7 separate regions of the Mus musculus genome follow, and all the other regions are linked to region 5. A link is a contact called in public HiChIP or PLAC-seq and promoter capture Hi-C data. All regions are on one chromosome and are shown on one strand. Each heading gives the region's core, a stretch centred on a gene start, on an enhancer-like site or on the middle of the called end of the contact. The rest is flanking DNA. Distances are from core to core; before and after follow the strand shown. Region 1 holds the start of Flywch1 (FLYWCH-type zinc finger 1). Region 2 holds the start of Elob (elongin B). Region 3 holds the start of Rnps1 (RNA binding protein with serine rich domain 1). Region 4 holds the start of Prss32 (protease, serine 32). Region 5 holds the start of Pdpk1 (3-phosphoinositide dependent protein kinase 1). Region 6 holds the start of Mlst8 (MTOR associated protein, LST8 homolog (S. cerevisiae)). Region 7 holds the start of E4f1 (E4F transcription factor 1).

Region 1 (2,700 bases), core at 158-2,657, 370 kb after region 5:
GAGTTTACAGGCTTGCCCCGCCACACAGGGCTTCCCATTTTCTCTCTAAAAGTTAAAAGTTTTTTAACTTTTAGATTTCTGAAACCAAAACCAAAACCAAAACCCTTATCTTTCTCTTCTACTTACTTATTCACCTATATTGTTGTTTTTAAAACCCAGGGTCTCATGTAGCTCAGGCTTGCCTTACATTCACTATGTAGCTGATGAAAGACTTGAATTCCTGATTCTCTTGCTTCTGTTTCATTTGTGCCACACACATTCAGCTCCTGGATTCTTATTTAAATATGCGATCTGTTATTGTCACTATTTCAAATCTCAGATAGTCCTGGATTGGGAGAGGGGGGTATCTAAGGGTTTCAACGTGCTGCATAAGAATGTTCTTTGGAGGGCTGGCGAGATGGCTCAGTGGTTAAGAGTGCCGACTGCTCTTCCGAAGGTCCAGAGTTCAAATCCCAGCAACCACATGGTGGCTCACAACTATCCGTAACGAAATCTGATGCCCTCTTCTGGAGTGTCTGAAGACAGCTACAGTGTACTTACATATAATAAATAAATAAATCTTAAAAAAAAAAAAGAATGTTCTTTGGAACTGGCTCAGTTATGAAGACCATTGGGCTGCTTCCAAAGGACCCAGCCTTGATATCCAGCACCCACATGGTGGTTCATAACTCTGGGCAACTCCAGGAGATCCTATGCCCTCTTTTGGCCTCCACAGGCACCAGAAATGCACATGGTGTACAGATACACATGCAGACAGAACATCCAAATACATTTTAAAAATACACTTAAAATATGTCAGAGTTATGTTTTTTAAAAAATAAAAAAGAAAGGAAGGAAGGAAGAAAACTGGGTGGCAGTGGCGCATGCCTTTGATCCCAGTACTCACCGTGCTAGGGTGGCAGAGGCAGGCTGATCTCTGAGTTTGAGGCCAGCCTGGTCTATAGAGAGCATTCCAAGACAGCCAGGGCTACGGAGAGAAACCCTGTCTTAAAATAAAAATAAAAATAAAAAATAAAGAAATAAAATACTTAAAATGTAAAAAAGAAAGTTCTGAAGGTCACAGGCCTAAAGACGCACTTAAGCCAAAGCTACAACTTCGTAAGAATGCAGTCAAATCCTATAAAAGTCCTGTTCTCTCTATCAATAGCGCTGTCATCCTTTTAGTGATGACTCCCAGCCTGCATCCTTGCTACAAATTCACCTGTCGCCCCGCCCTCCCGGATGCAGTAGCGGGACCATGGGTTGTCCCGCCTTCTTCCTTGTTAGTAGACCCGCCCCTGATGCTGATTGGCTAGGGTGTCAAGTTGACACTGCGCAGAGAAGACCCGGAGAAGTGGTATCCGCCTCAGGAATGGCTCCGCGCCTCTGCTGCGCATGCTCGCTAGTAGTTTCTAGGCTTCCCAAGCAGGCGTCTCGCGGGGGCGCGCGCGCGGGCACGGGCTCGCTCCCCAGGGGGCAGTTGGCGGCGGGAGCGGGCGGCGGGGTCGTGGTTCCTAGAGCAGCCCCGGCTGCTAGGCCGGCGCCTGCGTTGGCGGACACTCACACGAAGGATCGGGTGGCTCAGCCGCCGGAGAGGCAGGGCCCGCTGCCGTCGGTGAGGACGGGCCCCTGCGGGCGGGAGGGTCGGACCAGCGGAGCGATGCCTGGTCCGGCTATCCTGGGGTCGCGCCCGGTGCTGGGGAGGGGCCCCAGCTCTGTAGCTCGGGCATGGGGTGCTTCTTTGTCGGACATCCACGATGCGCCTCCTTTCTACCTGATCTCTCCATCAACCCACTCGACTCCTGTACCGATCTTAACACCTCTAAATCCGGGACCACACATTCGCCCATCTTCCTTGAACCGTGTCCACCCATTGCATGTCCATCCAGCTCTGTCCTCCGTCGCGGCCCATCCTTGGCGGCCGCAGGTCCCAATGACCTTGCACTTTTTGCCGGTTGTTACCCCTCCTCGTTCAGACTATAGGTTGCCCATTGTGGCTTTCAAACTTTGTGACGCATTCTAGACTGAGAAAGATGTTTTATGTGTATATTCTGTGCCTGAAGATAGATTTCGTGAATCGCAAGTTTAAAGAGAGTCGCTTACCAATCTCACATGACGCAGATCTATTTAGGCTGTGTTCTAATTCATTCCTTTCTGTTCCGTTCCATTCCATTCCAAATGACTGACTTGCTAACCCATTGATTCAAGACCTAGCTTATCTGACAGTTTTAAACCCCCCTTTACTCCTTACTCTACAATCAGATAACCATCCCCAAGAAAGATCTTTTTGTTATGATGTTTTGTTTTTAACTTCTTTGCTTTCCAGGGTCCTTACCATTGCTGGGGCTTGGTTTAGATTTCTGGTATGTTTATCTCATTGTTCTCCCAAGTGCCACTAGTCTGACTTGTGGGAACAAAACAGCATATGAAGTAGAGGAGAGCTGATAATACATGCTCACTTATGCAGATGAAGATGGCTTTGCTGGGGGAGGGATGTGAAGCTGAATTGTTAGGTAAAGGAATCCGTCTAGCCAAGATTCTCATCTAGGAGGATTGCGGAAATCTATCAGTTGGCTTCCCACATCTCATGTGGGTTTTCCTTATCATTCTGAGTGTGTGTTTGTGTGTCTCTGTGCATGCATACACAAGGCTGTTTATCACTCTCTGCCTTATTCCTTTTTGTTTGTTTGTTTCAAGACAGGGTTTTTCTATGTAGCCCTC
Region 2 (2,861 bases), core at 276-2,775, 310 kb after region 5:
TTCCCCACCCCTCTTTGACTATCAGTCTGTAAGGATACATGATTCTCCAAAGAATGATACCCCAGACTCAAATAGTATGTAAATGCAAAGAATGTTTTAAGCTGCACAAGTCCAGCATGCTGGGGTCTCCTATTACCAAGATAGAGACACCCAAGTGAGCTTTCAGGCCTGATTTAAAGCACATTAGAGAATTCCAGTGTAGGTGACCTCTATGTTAATCTGTTGTGCACATCTCTACAGAATTCTATTAACATGGTGTGGGGACTAGAAACTTGCTGGGGAGGTCTGGGAACTGTTACTAAGTAGCTGAGGATGTCTGGAAACTGCTGCTGACCCACTGTCCTTGCATCAGACGAGGTAGTTGGGACAGTCCATTACCTGGACATGAAGGCTGGAGCCTAGGGTTTTGTTTTGTTTTGTTTTTTTAAATCATCAATTGACTTCCCTGGACTTGCCCAGTTTTTAGGCCTAGTGTCCTTAACTGCCAATTTGAAGTCTGTCGTGAAGTCAGCCTAGCCTTCTCAAGGCTGTTAAAAACAATGGTCTCCAAGTAATCAGGATTTCCCCAGGAATCTCATGTTGGAATAAGGAAGGGTTTGACCTGAAACAGATGTCACAGCTCATCAGGCCATCTTGTAGGACAGTCAAATGATGGGCCATACCTTGCCTAACACTACTCATTTGTTCCATTTCAGTTTAAACAAACTCCACAGTCGACTTGGGAAAGTCACTGGACCTCTTCTTATGGCCACATTAAGTAAACCTATCAATGCTTTTCACTATTAACACTTTTTAGTTGGTGTACTGGGACCAGGTGGCCAAGTCTAGCTAGAGTGGACCCTAATAACTACAGCAGAAGTCTCGAAGAGCAATAGTTTCTCTAGCTCCTAAGAGGCCACAAAGCATGGCTGAATTGGATTTAACAAACCCTTAGACCCAAGCCTAGAGCTGGATGAGGAGAATACACAGTGGTGATCTTAGATCCAAAATTGTACATCGTCTCAAAATGGCTGTAAAGTTACCCCTCACATTCCCTGCAAGAGCTTGACCCATAAATAAACGTGGGCTGGAGAGATGGCTCGATGATTATGAGGACTGGCTGTTCTTCGAGGAGTTAGCTAGGTTCGATTTCCTGCACCCCACACGACCAGAGGACCCGACGGCCCTCTTCTGGCCTTCCCAAGCATTGCATGTAACAGTTGCATAGGCATAAATGCAGATAAAACACTCATATAAAATTGTTCATGGCAGATATGCATGAGTAGCTCTCCGTGACTCACTCTCTACGCCCCAAAGCAAGCCCAGCTTGCACCACGGATCCGAGACGGGCTCAATATATAACCACCTATAACCCAGACACCGAGATGGCGGCCAAGCACAGGAAGTGGCTTCCGGATCGCTTAAGATGGCCGCAACGGCGTGGGAGGGGCTGCAGGATAGGGGGCGGGGCGGGCGGGGCCGCGCAGAGCACGCTGGGTCGCGCTTGGGCTGCCGGGAAGGGGCGGAGCGCGGCCGCGCCGGCGCGTCGAGCCAGAAGCAGCCGCCGGGATGGTGAGCGGGCGCGGGGGGGAGGGGCGCGGGGCCGGGGGCGGCGGGGGCTCCGGGGCCACGCCGGGGGCCGCGGGCTAGCGCTGACGCGGGCCCGCCGTCCTCAGGACGTGTTTCTCATGATCCGGCGCCACAAGACCACCATCTTTACGGACGCCAAGGAGTCGAGCACCGTGTTCGAACTGAAGCGCATCGTCGAGGGCATCCTCAAGCGGCCGCCAGAGGAGCAGCGGCTTTACAAGGTGCGACGAGCGGGCGTGGCGGTTGCGCGCGCGGGGGTCCAGACAGGACACTTAACAAGGAGGTCTCTTGATCGTGCTGAAGAGCCGGCAGCATCAGGTCTCCCGGCAGCCGCCCCGCCCTGCCAGGCCGTCTTGCTCAGCGGTTGGGGAAACCGAGGCCTCGATAATCTTACGCAGCCGAAGGTCGTGGCAGAGCCAGGGTTTGTTCCTGGCTAGCCACCTTCGGCCTGTCGGGAGCCCACCGGAATCCCACTGTCACAGGGTGGGGTGGAACTCGAGGAATGCAAGTGTTGTTTAGAAGATAGGTCAAGATCCCACCAGTGATTCACCCAGCCAGTGTTTACCCTCGCCAGTCTTCTGATGTTCTAGAAACACTTGGCATTCAAGCTCACCTCCAGAAGCCAGCTCCAGTTTTGAATAAGCTAGCCTGCGGAGTTGGGTCCTCATGCCCCAATCCCGAGTCAGGCTTCCCAGAAGCGTGCCAGTAATCTAAATACATTGAGCTAATTCCAGCTGTAACTCCAGATTAGAGCCTGGATTCATGTCTCTAAAGGGCTTTTCTCACTGATACCCACTGATCTTTTTCTTGAAAGACCCTCTGCTGGTCTAGGAACCACATAGTGTTTTTAGTGCTGCTTTCTATGCTCCTCATAATTCCCGTTTTAAGGTTAAGGTTGATTTTTAAAAGAAAGGTGGGGAGTGGAGAGAAAAACTTGATAGGACTCAGGGGTGCAGCTGTGTTTAGTGTTAACATAACCTGTATGAAAGCCTAGGTTAGATCACCAGGCGGAAAAAACTGGGCAATAATCCTGTTTGGGAGCTAGATGTAGGAGGATCAGAATTTCAAGAACAAAATACTGTTTGAGATATTTTCTCAAAAAAAAAAAAAATTCCAACTACCTTTTGAATTAGATATATCTAGAGAGCTTGGAAAAGCCAGAATTCAGAGGCCTGTGAGTTTTATTTTTGTGTGTGTGATACCTGCTCTCATACAGTCCAGGTGCTCAGGTGCTCTGGAGGCCAAAGGGATCAGATCTCATGGAAGTGGAATTGTGAACCAATCTATATGGG
Region 3 (2,700 bases), core at 140-2,639, 270 kb before region 5:
GGCAAGGCTACACGAAGTAACACTGAGCCCAGTATACTCAACAAGACCTCTACCATTCACAAGTACTGACAGTCCAAAATTAAAGGCTTTTTCCCCCCTATTGAAACATGGTCTCACTAGGCAGCCCTGGCTAGCCTAGGTTGATCAAGCTAGCCTCAAACTCTGACTTGCCATCTGAGTGCTGGGATTAAAGGCAGTGTGTGGGTCCCAAAACTAGTTTTTAACAAAATGAACATTACCTTTGTAACATATAATCAACATAAAATTACTAAATTTCTTGTGGGTTTTCTATACTAAGTCATTTAAATCTGGTATGTACTTTTGGGGTTTGGGTTACTATTCAAGTGCTTCATACCAGTGACAAAGGGTAGAGATCACCCTTGTGCACCCGCACCCCGACCTGCTGGAATGTACTTTATGAAACAGGCAGAACCCATTGTTAAGCAGTCTACAAATTATGAACTGCGGCGTAAGCGAACTCTTTGCTGGGTGTGGTCGAGTGCTAGAAAGCAAAGGTGAGGGTCTCTGTTCACTCAAGCTCAGGTAACAGCTCAGGACCTTGGTCACCTCTCCCATCCTCCGGAAAGGTGTGCGTCCAACAGTCAGAGAGAGGAGAAAACAAATGGTTAAATCTCGAGCAGAGGGCGTCTTGGCAATCTGAAAGCACTCTCTACATATAAAAGCACATCGGAGACACAGTGCCTACGAAGTAACACAAGGTAGAGAAAGCAAGCCTCCACCACGTCTCTACCATCAACCATAACCTTCCCATATCCTCTCCCGCTGAGCTCCGTAACCGTGCTCGGTCCATCCTAGGACGGATCCTCAATGCCCAGAACTGAGAACTGCACACTGGATTCCGACAGACACTCGTGGAAAGAGATCTTTAAAGGAAACCAACCTTTTAGGCCGGCTCGCAATCTGCACCGTCCGCTCCGGCCACAGACATCGACCTCGCCTCCCACCCTCTTTCTCCACTCACTACTCAGGTCGGGCCCGGTGTGGCGAGCCTAGGTCTCCAGCCTGACAAGAAAACAAGAGAAGCGGCAGGGCTCGCAGCTGCTGGAGTCCTGCAGGCTAAAGCGGGTCGCCGCCGAGCGAACCGTGCGGGATCACCCTTCCGTCGGTGACCGCCTCGACCACTTCCGGGCCGCGGCCTCGACACCTCCCACTCCGCCCGACCTGAACCACACTCTCTCCTCGGGCTCTGTTCCTCGCCGGCGGGCCTCTGCCGCACTGAGGAACGCAACCGGCTCCACGATGCGCCCCGCCAAGCCTGGCAGAAGGTCCCCGGAGGTCGGATGCAGCCGGATTCCTACCCCGACTTACATCTTCCCAAGGCCGCCACCTCCTCCCGCTCTTCTCAGACCAGGACGCCGGCGCAACTTTGTCGTCAGAGGTGAGAAGCGGGAAGGCGCAGCCGTCGTCGCGCGACGATGACGTAAGCACACTCAGCCAATGCAAGTTAGCGGTGGAGGACTAAAGGACAGCAACTGTGTGTGGGCGGAGCGTCGTAGCGCCTACGGTCCCCCCCCCCGCCCCCCCTCCCCGACTGGTCTAAAGTTTCCTGGACTTGTTTTGCTCATTCTGAAGCGCGCGATGATTGGCTGACCGGCACCAGAGGTTTGTGCTCTTTGGCGCCTACCGGATCTGTGTGGATGGAGCTACTCGGGTTGCCTCTGCTGTCATTAGGATCTAAGGCACCCTGCTGAGGCCGCGTTATTGTAGTAAAGGGACAGGCTGGTACGGACGGTGAGTTCCTATGGTCAAGTCTCTGGTAGTTAGTGGTGATTGCATAGATATGGTCTCTGTGCTGGTGGGATACAGCTGACTGGGTGTAGCGGGCGGCCGATGAGGCCAGAAAGGAAAAAAGTTTGAGGAAATGTTGAAGGAGGTTTCTCCCAGGAGACATTTCTGACAAGAATGCGTGGGGCAGAAGGAACAGCAAAGGCGTTCAGGATCGCTGGGAGAAGAAGAGGCACGCTAGTCTATACCGGGGTTACGTCAGTAACTTCTTAGCAAGGACATAGAGGATCTGGTCTCTGCACGAGGCTAAAGAGTAGCACCCGCCGTAGTGCCCCGCCTCCCGACTTTGCCAACACATTCTTTTGTTTGTTTGTTTGTTTGTTTTGTAGCCCTGGCTGTCCTGGAACTCACTCTGTAGACCAGGCTAGGCTGGCCTAGAACTCAGAAATCTGCCTGCCTCTGCCTCCCAACTGCTGGGATTAAAGACGAGCGCCACCGCCCGGTTTGCCTAGCACATTCTTGCTCCGTTATTTGCGGAAGAAAGGGATATGCACACAATCCCCGCGGTTATCTAAGTAGATTTGAGGCAGGAACGAAGAAAGAGGAACAGAGCTAAGGTGAGCTTCAGGAGGAAGGTACAAAGGTGACTTAGATTTGGATTACATATTGCTGTGAAAGATAGGAAAGTGGCCAATGTGCACTTTGGTGATCCCGGAGAGATGGAGAGAAGAGATTATCTCGGTCCAAGGAGCTGGGTGTGTCCTGTGGGACAGTCAGGAAGAGGAGCCTGCTTCTGAAGTCTGCTTTCCTGAGGTATTCATTTTTTGGGGTGGGGTTAGCAGATCTAGACAGTTTGGTCTGGTACCCTTGTTGGATTTAAGATTATTTAATGTATAGGATATTAGGGATAAGCTGATTTTCTTGCATTGCTGTTGTGTCTGCTGTGGTCAGACA
Region 4 (2,700 bases), core at 145-2,644, 290 kb after region 5:
TGAGGGTGTCCTCTGACTGTCACACATGCACTGTGGCATGTCTGTGCCCACATTCAAACACTCATGGCCACATACTTCACATATGCTCACATACATACACAAAGACCTTGGGTTCTCAAGGGCTGATTTAGTAACTGTCCCCCCCCCACCGTGTGTGTCTGCATGTCAGTATGTCAGTGGGTACACAGGTTCCTAGGCGTGTACAGAAAGCATAGGGTAACATCAGATACCCTGCTCTATTACTCTTAGCCTTGAGACGGGGTTTTCCACATAACCTAGAACTGTACTGGAAGTCAGCAGTCCCCAGAGAGCCTCGTGCTCCCACATACACCCCAGGCATAAGCCACACTTGGCTGTTTGCACTAACTTGGGCAGGGGATTCAAACTCAAGTCACCTTGCTTGTGCAGCAAACCCTCTTACCCTCTGAGCCATCCCTTCTATACAAGAGTTGATTTTGAGGAATAACAAGACAGGTAACTGAGATATAAAATGGCATGACCCTGCCTCATCTCCTGCCATAGTAGGCAGGAGCTATGGTTCAAATGGAGAAATGAAGTCATCTGAAAGGAATGTAGGGAAATCCAACAGGCCCCAGCCCACGTGACCCATAGGGAGACACTCACTGGTTGAAGCAATGGGCAGCAGTCAACACCCAGTCCTCAGCAATCAGAGATCCCCCACACACGTGCGCCCCATTCTCCCGCACGCTGACCTGCCAAGGCCACCGGCCCAGCTGGGCATCTTGTCCTGACACGATGCGGCCTGATGTCCTGGGACGTCCACACACTGCAAGGAATCAGTAGGATTGGGTGATACATGGCTATTCTGCCCTTCTCTATACCCTCAAACCTGGCTCGTTTGTCACAGCCCCTGGGAGCTTGACCAGTGTGGGCCAGAGGATGTCTCAGGTACCTGGTGCCTAATAGCACCTGCCTAGTATAAGGCCAGAAGGAGCCAGGATCAAACAGCTCTCTGGGTCTGCCTCCAAACCTATAATTCTGCTGCCTCCTTCCTGTAATCCCAGCACCTGAAGACTGAATCAGGAGGATCAGGAGTTCAAGGTCAGCTTCAACTATGCAGTAAAATGGAGGCCAGCCTGAGCTACAATGAGACCAGGAATCAAAACTAAAAGAAACAGAATAAAACTAAAAACAAAACAAACAAAAAAGCCACCCAAACAACAAAACCTGCATTCTACGTATCTTCCCGAAGCTCCCGTTCCCCATACACCACCTCACCTGAGTCCAAGTCAATGCTCCTCCTGCCTGTCGTGGTAGACGGGCTGTCAGAGTCGGTTGGGAGGACCTCACTCCCCAGAAGAACTCCAGGAAAGAAGGTAAATAGGATGGCAGGCAGAGCCAGCTCCATGGTACACCTGCTGGGGCCAAATACTCCAGGAAGAGGAAGAGGGACTGCAGCTCTGGTGTGGTTTCAGGACTTGCCCTGGGGTGGGGCTCAGCCTCCACACCTGCCCTGCAGCCTTGGGAGAGGCCTCACATGTCCACTGTCCCTGGGCACAGAGACCCTGACTTCCCTACATGCTTCATGCTCTGGGGTCCTCTGGTCCTCCCCTTCCTGATCCAGGAACCGCAGCATCCACGGCCCTCAACTTTCATTGATGCAGAATCATTGTATAGTATGCCTGGCACCCTCGGGAGCCTTCGTGTCCATCGCTGTCCACCAGAGGGCAGCCATGGGCCTAGCTCTAGGCAGAAGGGCATGCCAGCATTGGGCTGGAGGATGAGGCATGTGGACATCCTTTCAGACTCCTGTGGTATTTGTCTTCTCTAGAAACTTCTCTTCTGTTGGCTGCCCTTCACTCAGTCTCTAGGCAACTCCTTTCAAAAAGGATTGTTCCCAGAAAGGCTCACTGGCCTTCAAACACCCAGATGCCCCCACTGAAATGGAAACTGTACACAGTAATTACTTCGCCAGCTGCAGTGTCGCTTTATGCTTCAGTCCCAGACCCCATCTTATCCAATATTAAAGTCTCCACATCCATCTCCATCCTGTGTGCAATGTGTTCACCAATATATTTATAATTTAAAATAAAGAAAACAAGGGCTTAGGCTATAGGTCAGTTGCTAGAGTACCTGCCTGCATGCACAAAGCTCCGCGCTTGATCCCCAGTACCTGCATAAACCAGATGAGCTGGTGTAGCACACACCTGCAGTTCCAGGGCTCAGGAGGTAGAGACAATTGAGTCGAAAGTTCAGAGCTAGGCTACAATACTGAGTTTGAGTTTATGGTGGTTTGAATGAGAATGCCCCCCTCACCTCCCTTAGGCTCATATATTTGAATGCTTGGTCTCCAGTTGGTAGAACTATTTGAGAAGAACTAGGAGGTGTGGCCTTGTTAGAAGAGGTGTGCCACATCCCATGGGGTGGGTGCTGAAGTTGCTTTTTTTTTTAATTGTATATTTTCTTTATTTTTTCTATTTATTTATTTATTTATTTATTTATTTATTCATTTATTTATTTATTTATTTATTTAGATTTTTCGAGACAGGGTTTCTCTGTGTAGCCCTGGCTGTCCTGGAACTCGCTTTGTAGACCAGGCTGGCCTCGAGTGCTGAGATTAAAGGTGTGCGCCACCACGCCCAGCAGGATATTTTCTTTATTTATATTTCAAATGTTATCCCCTTTCCCGGTTCCCCCTACCCAAAACTCCCTATCCCATTCTCCCTTCCCCTGCTTCTA
Region 5 (2,829 bases), core at 167-2,666:
TCCTCTTACATTCCCAAGGTTCCCTAAGCCTTATTTGGAGGGGGACTCATATAGATGCTCCCTTTTATTTATCTTGTGTTTGTTTGTTTTGCAAGACAGAGTTTCTCTGTGTAGCCCTGCCTCTGCCTCCTGAGTGCTGAGATCAAAGGAATAAGCCACTATGACCTGGTTCTAGATGCCCCATTTAAGGCTGAATACTCACAGTAATTTTCAGCACTTTAAATTATTTTACACAAATGACAAATATCTGGAAAGGGTGGTGAATACCTATACCCAAGCACTAGGAAATCTAAGGCAGAAAGATCATGAATTCAAGACAAGCCCAGTCTACATAGTGATGTCCAGGCTAGCCAGGGTTACATACTGAGACACTGTCTCAAAAACACCACAAAAAACAAAGGGCGCAAGGGCTATGGGTGTAATTTAGAAACATTTAATTTTGAGATGATCTAGCATGTGTGAGGTCTTGAGTTAATTCCCAACACTGAAAAAAAAATGGGGAAGGTCTGTAGAGATGGCTCAGTATGATGCCTGCTATGCAGGCAAGTCCTCAGCACTCCTGTAAAAGAAAGCTGGAGATGGTGGGGGTGTGTCTGTACCTTCACCCCTGGGAAAACAGAGACAGGGGGACCACTGCATCTCACTGGCCAGCCAGCCAGCCAAGAGGGATCAGCAAGTTCCAGGTAGCGACTGGTATAGGAAGACATCTGACAAACCCACAAAGTGGACACACACATACACTGTACACACAGCGCAAAAAGTTTACAAAAATTGTATGCGTTTCACCATAATTTAAAAAAACATCTACAGCGGTTGTCATAATGACAACTAAAGGAGGATGTGGCATACCTGTCATTTCAGCAGCTGGGAGGCTGAGACAGGATTGCCGCAAGTAGGAGGCCAGTCTGTTCTCGATAGTGAGATCCTGCTGGGAAAGGAAAAAAAAAAAAAAAGCAAGCTCACAAAGACGTCCATCAAAATATTGGCAAAAACAGGTTCATCAGGAGTGACAGGACGGCTTGTTTTCTGCTTCAAATCATAGCCCAATTTCTCTCCCAGATTACTCGTGACCTGTGAATCAGATTCAAGTTGTCCTGGCAGTAGGTTCGAGCTCAGCCTTGCTGCTGCCCCAGGCGTGACCTTGGCCCGCTGGCTACGGAGCCTCAGTTTACCTGACAGGGAACGCGGATGACAGCTCGGCGCTCCGGCCCCGGCCCCTCCCCGTCACTTCTGATTGGCTCGCTCAGCCTCCCTCGACAAGCGCGCCGGGCCCCAACCCGGAAATACGGCTCTTGGTCGGGGGCGGGGCCCTCACGGCCCGCCGCCAATGACAGCTATACTGACCAATGGGCGAGAGGAGCGGCGGCTACGTCGCGGAAGTCCTGCTTAGCGTCGCGCGGGGGCGGGGTGGCGCTGGGGGCGGCAGGCGGCGGGGCGGGCGCAGGATGAGGGCGGCCATTGCTGGGGCTCCGCCGCGGGGAGGAGGACGCTGAGGAGGCGCCGAGCAGCGCAACGCTGCGGGGGAGGCGCCCGCGCCGACTTGGGGCTCATGGCCAGGACCACCAGCCAGCTGGTGAGCGCGCGGCTGCTGTAGGGCGCACCGGTCCGTTACCCGGGAGCGTGGCGGTCGCCTGGGTTCTGCTGGGCGAGGCGGGGCGGCCCGGTGTCGCGGGCCGGGCGGCGCCTCACCTGCGGCTGGGTGGCGGGCAAGACTGTTGGCACCGGCCGAGGGTTCCTCTCGGCTGCGGCAGGGAATGCGGGCCCCGGCTCGGGCTGTCGGCGGCAGCCGGGGGCGCTGACAGGGCACGGAGGGCGGGGGAGGCCGGGAGGTGTCACCCGGTCGGGCGGGGTGGAAGTGCCTGGAAAGTTTGTTTTCGGCTCTGTGCAGCCTGGAGCCGAGCCTCTGGGCTTACCTTGAGGTCCTGCCCGAGGAGGAGCATTCTCCATCCTTTACCTGGAGGAGGTTCCTGGGAAGCAGGAGATGTGAGTTCCTGCTTGTAGCACCTGATGCTGGAGGCTCCTTTCCAGATTCTTGGTCAGCGGGGCATTTCGGTCCTCCTCTTGCCTGCAGTTCTACGCTCAGTGAGGTGGGAAGCCCTGGGAGGCCGGGCTTAGAGGCCCCAGCGAGGGCAGCCTAAGTTTGACAGGGAGGAGGGGTTGGGGGGGGCGGGCGGAAGGACGAGGACGACAAAACCAACCACTTGTTGGGTGAAATGTTTGTTTTCTCTGTGTTGTTAAATAAGTATCCATAGTTGTATTTTCTGGTAAGTTTTAGAGTTCTTAGATCAGCGTGTCTGCCTTGTATGAGATATGAAGTGGCTGATGAGAAGATGTCAGACGCCGAGCAAGATTTGGTTCAAAAGGCAAACCTCCTTGGGCTAGGGCTGTGGTTCAGTGGTAATCTGCTTGCTTCACATGTTCAGGGCTCTTGGGTTCGATCCTCACTCCAGCTTTCAGGGAGTGGGGCGGGATGGGAAGAGGGTTGTTGGTCTCTTTATTCGAGGGGACTGAAGAAACTCACTTGGTTCAGTATGGTCTAGGATGTGTCTGTGGTAGTGGTTTTTGGAGGGTCATGAGCCCCTTTAAGAATCAAAGTATGGGCTCCTTTTGAGAAGCATACACAGTTGCACGGAATTTTGTTGCTACCAGAGGCTCAAGAGCCTTCTGCATCTCATCCATGGACTTGAAGTTATAACCCTCTACTGTGAGATGGATGGTAATTAATCCAAATTCTAAAAGGAGGAGGACCTATCCAGCTGAGAAAAATGGTGAAAGGCAAAAAAGGGTGTTGCAACACTTGTGTCTTTACCCCGGGGTGCTTGGGCTAGC
Region 6 (2,835 bases), core at 181-2,680, 340 kb before region 5:
TCCTGCAGAGGAGGGGGGGGGGATTAGAAGAACTAGAGGGGTCAGGAACACCACAAGAACACAGAGGGGCCGGTGGACCTCCTGGGGTCTTGCAGAGTCAGAGAGCTGCTAAGGCTCTGACCTAGGTCCTCTGCATATAAGCTTGGTGTTCTGGAATCCTAACAGGGCTGGGCTGTCCCTGACTCTGCTGCCTGAGATCCTTCTCCTCTTGCTGGGTTGCCTCTTTCAGCTTTAAAGTGATAGTATGTGCCTGGTTTTATTGTAGCTTGTGTGTGTTTGGTTGATGTCCCTGGGAGGCCTGCTCTTTCCTGAGGGGAAGTACTTGGTGGTGGTGGTGGTGGGGTGAATCTGGGAGAGAGGAGAGAGGAGAGGAGAGGCTTGGGGGAGGGGAGGAAGAGGAAACTGCAGTTGGGATGTAATATAGGAGAGAATAATATTTATATTCCAGCTAGGCTTTCCCCAGCTAGGAATATAAATATTATTCTCTCCTATATGCCTCTGCCTCCCAAGTGCTGGGATTAAAGGCTGCGCCGCCACCACCACCCGGCTAATTTGCTGTTCTTGAATCAGATGTTCTACACCTATCTGTTCAATGTTATTTAGTAGACACATAAAGCTGTTGAGTGCTTGTAATGTATCTATCTAGTCTAAATTGAAACTATTCACAAGAACATGATGCACACTATATTTCAGTTTAAAATAAAAAAGCACAAAATATTTATGTTGAATGTGTTAAAAGAATATTTTTATATATTGGGTTAAATAAAAAGTATTATTAAAAATTTTAAAAAATGGAGGCATGAGAGTCTGCAGTTTTAAACGAGTTTCTGGGCTAGCTTATGTGCCCTCAGGATCAGGCTGAAAGGGTCTAGACTATGGCTACCAGATAAAGCAAATAGAAGTAACAGACTGCCCAGTTGCATTCAAACTTCTTGTAAGAAAGTAATTCTTTTAGTACAGTGTTTGAGATATGCCTATACTAAAAGAAAAAGAGAGAGAGAGAAATTAAGAAATTAAGAAATTAAGAAAGAAAGAAAGAAAGAAAGAAAGAAAGAAAGAAAGAAGGAAAGAGAGAAAAGCTAGGAAGGAAGGAAAAAAGAAAAGAAAAAATGATTTTTATCTGAAAATTTTGCATTACCTAGAAATTCTAGCTTGGTTGGTAGGGTAGGTGATTGTGTATGTCTGCGGGGGGTGGAGGGACGACGACAGTGTAATTCCTTCTGGGAGCCAAGTCTGGAAAATAGGCAGCAGTACCATGGCTGTAGTTCCCAGTGAGTTGAAGGGTGGCGTCGCGGCTGATGGCCATTCTGAGCACGATCACTTCTGGAGTTCTTCGTCTCAGAACTCTGGTATCCCTTTCAACTCCCCCACTCCCCGGACCCATGGTCTCGCCCGGAGTTACTATCGATAGCTCTACGCTCGGCCCGGCTTCTATCGACTAGCTCCTCCTCGCCTCGCCGTCCTGGACTAAGGCAGAGTGCAGAGCGTGTGTTAAGGTACGGGGGACACGGGATGAGGGCTGCTACCGACCACTGGGTGGCTAGGAGAGTGCGGTCGGGGTAATCGGGCCGGTAACACAGAGCCAGGGCGGTGTGCAGAGCACTGGGGAGCGCGGGGGTCCTGCCAGATAGCGCCCCCACCCATCCGATCCCAGTGCCGGTCAACTACGCATGCTCAGCAGCAGCAGTGCCGGGCTTTTCCTTAGTCGCCATGCGCATGCGTTGCCTACCCTTGCGAGAGACGGCGCCCGGGCGATGGCCTTCTGCGTGTGACTGCCTCCTGCTGGCTGCTGGCGAGGTGGCGTCTCCAAGCGTGAGGGTGAAGCTGAAGGAACACTCTCCCGGGAGCAAAGTAGCCGGAGTCTTTTTTTTTGAGACTGTCAGCGTGACCCTGAACACTCTTATTTTTCTTAGTTTTAAAGTGAAGTTAATACCGGTACACTGTAGTGTGCAGATTGTTATGCGTACATCTTTTCTCTCCAAACGTTTTGACCTTTGGACCTTACTTATCACCTCTTGGCCCAGTGCAGGTCTCATTTTTTTTCTCCAGCCATCAAACAATGAATACCACCCCAGGCACAGTGGGCAGTGACCCTGTCATCTTAGCAACTGCAGGCTATGACCACACGGTGCGCTTTTGGCAGGCTCACAGTGGAATCTGCACTCGAACAGTGCAGCATCAGGACTCTGTATCCTCCTCTTGGCAGCAGGATGGTGCTGGCCAGAATTAAGTATGAATGATATGTGTTTGGGGAAACTCAGGCCAGGTGGTGGAGGTCTTGATGGCCTTGTAGCCCCAAGGTTTCCCTCTCTGGGTTCTCTTCCTGTTATCCTTAACATGCTCAGCAGGTAAATGCATTGGAGATTACTCCGGACCGAAGCATGATTGCTGCTGCAGGTACCTGAGATTCTCGACCTCTGACCCTTTACTGGCCGTAGTTCTACCTGGCACACCCATGCTTCAATTCCCCCTGTGTCCCTAGGTTACCAACATATCCGCATGTATGATCTCAACTCCAATAACCCCAACCCCATCATCAGTTATGACGGAGTCAGTAAGAACATTGCATCAGTGGGCTTTCACGAGGATGGTCGCTGGATGTATACAGGTGGCGAGGACTGCACAGCTCGCATCTGGGACCTCAGGTGGTGTTGTGTGTTGGGCTGAAGAGGACGGCTGCCCGGGGAGTGGGCAGGCCAGGGGATTGTCTGTGGGCAGGCTATTCTGCAATCAGTTAGTCTTAGTGCAAGAGGGGTTGAGCGGGCGATGGAGGGAAGGTAGAAAGCAGAATAGAATTACATCAGAGAGCTAGCCTTGCCTTGAGGCTAGGGGGCC
Region 7 (2,760 bases), core at 68-2,567, 310 kb before region 5:
ACCCTGTCTCAAATCGACCAATGAACCAATCAGTTAACCAATTTTGGTGATAAGCGCTCAACTCAGTCGGTGTACTAAATGTCACAAATGGTCACTTTTATGTATACTTTTCAATACTTTTCATATACCGAATAAAAGTCTTGGGGCTGGCTCGCTGGCTCAGTGGGTAAGAGCACTGACTGTTCTGAAGGTCCTGAGTTCAAATCCCAGCAACCACATGGTGGCTCACAACCACCTGTAATGAGATCTGACGCCCTCTTTTGTTGTGTCTGAAGACAGCTACAGTGTACTTATAATAAATAATCTTTGGGCCAGAGTGAGTACAGACTGAATGAGCGAGGTTGACTAGAGCAAGCAGAGGTCCTAAATTCAATATCCAACAACCACATGAAGGCTCACAACCATCTGTACAGCTACAGTGTACTCCTATACATAAAATAAATCTTTACAAAAAAAGTCTTTGGAAAGGAGCACTCGAACTATCTCCAAATGGAGTTCTTTCTCATGCCCAGGAAATTCTGACATTGCAACCCAGGTCTGAGTCCAGGATTCTATATTGGGTAGCAACCCTAAAGAGTTCAGATTCTCTGGGCGGCTAAGAACACATTGGCTGTGTATCTAGGTTCATTTCCCAACACCTACATGTAACTTCATCTGTAATTCCAGTTCCAGGTCAGACACCCTCTTCTGGGCCCCACGGGCGCTAGGCATGCACGTGGTGCACAGACATGTATGCAGACAAACCATACTACATTAAAAAAACAAAACAAAAAAGTGAGAGAAGGGGTTGGAGAGATGGCTCAGCGGTTAAGAACACTGACTGCTCTTTTGAAGGTCCTGAGTTCAAATTCCAGCAACCACATGGTGGCTCACAACCACCTGTAAAGAGATCTGACGCCCTCTTCTGATGCGTCTGAAGATAGCTACAGTGTACTTAATGAATAAATCTTTAGGCCTGAGCGAGCAGGGACTGAGCAAGTGGAGTTGACCTGAGCAAGTGGGGCAACCAGAGCAACCGGAGCAAGCAGAGGTCCTAAAAATTCAATTCCCAACAACCATATGAAGGCTCACAACCAGCTGTACATGTACTCATATACATAAAGTAAATAAATCTTTTTTTAAAAAAGTGAGAGAAAGGGAGAGTTCTTACTCCACGGATAGTTCACTTTGGACCAAGTCCTGCCAATTTAACACAAGCCACGCCCACTTCCGCCCTGATGTCTGGCGCTGATGGCTCTCAAAGAGCCAAGCTCCACCTCTACTGACGCGCTAGACCGCAACCCATAGCCCCGCCTTTTTGCCTGTCCGTCAAATTCGTTTTTGTCCCGCCCCCTGCCTGTCGGACACGCAGCCCTCGGTGCGGCCCGTTGTTATGACGACATGGTCGTAAATCCGCCATCTTCCTGTGGCGCGTTGCGACATGGAGGGCGCGATGGCAGTGCGGGTGACGGCCGCTCATACGGCAGAAGCCCGGGCCGAAGCCGGGCGTGAAGCGGGCGAGGGCGGGGTTGCGGCGGCGGCGGCCTTGTCCTCCGGCGGCTTCCTTGGGCTCCCAGCGCCCTTCAGCGAGGAAGGTAACGAGCCTACCGAAGCCTGGTGCGGCCGGGGTGCGGGCGGCTCTGTCCGGGCTGCGGTGTACGGTCTCGCCCGGATCCTGGCTACTCGAGTGTCTGTAAACCTTCACAACTCTCACAGGTTTCCCTTCGGACTGCCTCTAACCCGTTGGGCCAGATGCAGAGGCTCACAGGGAGCCCATTTCTCCAGCCCCTTGGGGTCGATCTGGCCAAACAAACATCGCTCGCTCCTCTTCAGCGCCCATCAGCCCTAGCTTCTGCTTCTCCTCTGCCACTCGGGCCTTAGTTCGGGCGGAGCTGGAGACTGGAGGCGGGGCCGCTCTGTCAGACAGGGATTAGGGACCTGACCTGGGGAGGCGGCACCGCCCCACTGAGGACCTGGGCCTTCCCTACGGGGTGGAGCAACGCTTCCAAGAATGTGCGGAACACCCCCCGCTCAATCCGACTTGTACCATTACTTAAACCAAGCTCGAAAGGCGAACTATCATTACTACTATTCACTTCAGAGATGGAGATAATTGAGGTTCAAGGTCGTCCATCTGGTTCCTGTCAAGGATCAGATTGGAGCCGGGGCTGTAACTCCTCTCTTAAACCCTTTAATTTTTCCTAGGAGTATGGCAAAGAGTTAAAATCGTGTCTGTATGCCGAGGGCTGTGTTGGCACCAAGGATTACGTCTCTAGGTGCTGATATTTTTTAGAGGTGGTTTGGGTATCTCCTGTGCATTAGTTCCACGGAGCTGTAGATTTGATCAGACAGGAAGTGGTTTGACAAGTATTACTGGTATATTGCTGCTCTTTGTCATGAAAGAACTCAGTCCCACTGTAATTTTTTTTTCCCTTATTTCAGCTTGGAGAGAGTCAGTTACCGTCTCAGGGAACTCTTTGGAGTTTCTAGGTTTTTTGTTTGTTTGTTTGTTTGTTTGTTTGTTTGAGACAGTGTTTGTATAGTTCTGGCTGTCCTGGAACTCACTCTGTAGACCAGGTTGGCCTCGAACTCAAAAATCTGCTTGCCTCTGCTTCCCAAGTGCTGGGATTAAAGGCATGAGCCACCACTATCCAGCTGAGTTCCTGGTTTTTGTTTTTGTTTTTTAAAGACAGGGTCTCACTATGTAGATTTGGCTGGCCTTGAACTCACAGAGATGGTCCTGACTCAGTCTCCCCATTGCTGGGATAAAGGCATATGCTT

What was found. Promoter capture Hi-C pulls out the DNA fragments that hold promoters and counts their contacts. HiChIP or PLAC-seq counts read pairs in DNA pulled down with a chosen protein or histone mark. Capture Hi-C pulls out chosen DNA fragments and counts their contacts.
Region 1: an H3K4me3 HiChIP or PLAC-seq map of bone marrow-derived macrophages shows a contact between it and region 5, with 6 times the contacts expected there. The contact joins the promoter of Flywch1 here to the promoter of Pdpk1 in region 5. A contact is called at or near these places in 1 of 39 promoter capture datasets (cranial neural crest) and 1 of 115 datasets of contacts at active chromatin or transcription factors (bone marrow-derived macrophages).
Region 2: a contact with region 5 is called in a FOXA1 HiChIP or PLAC-seq map of pancreatic cancer cells. The contact joins the promoter of Elob here to the promoter of Pdpk1 in region 5. A contact is called at or near these places in 3 of 39 promoter capture datasets (cranial neural crest, embryonic stem cells and hippocampal neurons), 1 of 484 Hi-C or Micro-C datasets (regulatory T cells), 4 of 115 datasets of contacts at active chromatin or transcription factors (bone marrow-derived macrophages, effector CD8 T cells, embryonic stem cells and 1 more) and 4 of 9 other capture datasets (adipose tissue, embryonic stem cells, liver and 1 more).
Region 3: an H3K27ac HiChIP or PLAC-seq map of embryonic stem cells shows a contact between it and region 5, with 9 read pairs. The contact joins the promoter of Rnps1 here to the promoter of Pdpk1 in region 5. A contact is called at or near these places in 23 of 39 promoter capture datasets (3T3-L1-derived adipocytes, the C10 cell line, the HPC-7 cell line and 17 more), 2 of 15 datasets of contacts at CTCF or cohesin (CD8 T cells and the NIH/3T3 cell line), 7 of 484 Hi-C or Micro-C datasets (B cells, the G1E-ER4 cell line, bone marrow-derived macrophages and 4 more), 31 of 115 datasets of contacts at active chromatin or transcription factors (the 230-238 cell line, the HPC-7 cell line, the SCID.adh cell line and 22 more) and 5 of 9 other capture datasets (adipose tissue, embryonic stem cells, liver and 2 more).
Region 4: a contact with region 5 is called in a promoter capture Hi-C map of pancreatic islet. The contact joins the promoter of Prss32 here to the promoter of Pdpk1 in region 5. A contact is called at or near these places in 5 of 39 promoter capture datasets (the 3T3-L1 cell line, the HPC-7 cell line, cranial neural crest and 2 more), 1 of 15 datasets of contacts at CTCF or cohesin (the NIH/3T3 cell line) and 2 of 9 other capture datasets (adipose tissue and pancreatic islet).
Region 6: a contact with region 5 is called in a promoter capture Hi-C map of macrophages, with 5 read pairs. The contact joins the promoter of Mlst8 here to the promoter of Pdpk1 in region 5. A contact is called at or near these places in 11 of 39 promoter capture datasets (the SN4741 cell line, cranial neural crest, frontonasal cranial neural crest and 7 more), 5 of 115 datasets of contacts at active chromatin or transcription factors (the 230-238 cell line, embryonic limb bud, embryonic stem cells and 2 more) and 2 of 9 other capture datasets (adipose tissue and liver).
Region 7: a promoter capture Hi-C map of adipose tissue shows a contact between it and region 5. The contact joins the promoter of E4f1 here to the promoter of Pdpk1 in region 5. A contact is called at or near these places in 18 of 39 promoter capture datasets (the 3T3-L1 cell line, the C10 cell line, the HPC-7 cell line and 13 more), 1 of 15 datasets of contacts at CTCF or cohesin (the NIH/3T3 cell line), 4 of 484 Hi-C or Micro-C datasets (the G1E-ER4 cell line, Sertoli cells and palatal mesenchyme), 20 of 115 datasets of contacts at active chromatin or transcription factors (the 230-238 cell line, the HPC-7 cell line, the SCID.adh cell line and 15 more) and 4 of 9 other capture datasets (adipose tissue, embryonic stem cells, liver and 1 more).

What each region holds. Positions count from the first base shown.
Region 1 is chr17:23,770,309-23,773,008 of GRCm38.p6, reverse strand. Flywch1 (FLYWCH-type zinc finger 1) reads left to right here and starts at 1,407. Exons shown (of 8, transcript NM_001357994.1): 1 at 1,407-1,594.
Region 2 is chr17:23,827,773-23,830,633 of GRCm38.p6, reverse strand. Elob (elongin B) reads left to right here and starts at 1,525. Exons shown (of 4, transcript NM_026305.2): 1 at 1,525-1,551; 2 at 1,656-1,790. The coding sequence starts at 1,549.
Region 3 is chr17:24,413,364-24,416,063 of GRCm38.p6, reverse strand. Rnps1 (RNA binding protein with serine rich domain 1) reads right to left here and starts at 1,389. Exons shown (of 9, transcript NM_009070.2): 1 at 1,330-1,389; 2 at 902-1,023. D330041H03Rik (RIKEN cDNA D330041H03 gene) reads left to right here and starts at 1,551. Exons shown (of 6, transcript NR_033554.1): 1 at 1,551-1,752; 2 at 2,136-2,363.
Region 4 is chr17:23,852,466-23,855,165 of GRCm38.p6, reverse strand. It overlaps Prss32 (protease, serine 32), which reads right to left and starts at 1,394. Exons shown (of 5, transcript NM_027220.2): 1 at 1,240-1,394; 2 at 625-787. The coding sequence starts at 1,369.
Region 5 is chr17:24,140,181-24,143,009 of GRCm38.p6, reverse strand. Pdpk1 (3-phosphoinositide dependent protein kinase 1) reads left to right here and starts at 1,416. Exons shown (of 14, transcript NM_011062.4): 1 at 1,416-1,573. The coding sequence starts at 1,550. It overlaps Gm33409 (a long non-coding RNA gene), which reads right to left and starts at 1,447. Exons shown (of 2, transcript XR_876671.3): 1 at 850-1,447; 2 at 412-559.
Region 6 is chr17:24,477,673-24,480,507 of GRCm38.p6, reverse strand. It overlaps Mlst8 (MTOR associated protein, LST8 homolog (S. cerevisiae)), which reads left to right and starts at 1,430. Exons shown (of 9, transcript NM_001252464.1): 1 at 1,430-1,496; 2 at 2,050-2,188; 3 at 2,346-2,397; 4 at 2,483-2,645. The coding sequence starts at 2,060.
Region 7 is chr17:24,453,949-24,456,708 of GRCm38.p6, reverse strand. It overlaps E4f1 (E4F transcription factor 1), which reads left to right and starts at 1,317. Exons shown (of 14, transcript NM_001301784.1): 1 at 1,317-1,574. The coding sequence starts at 1,421.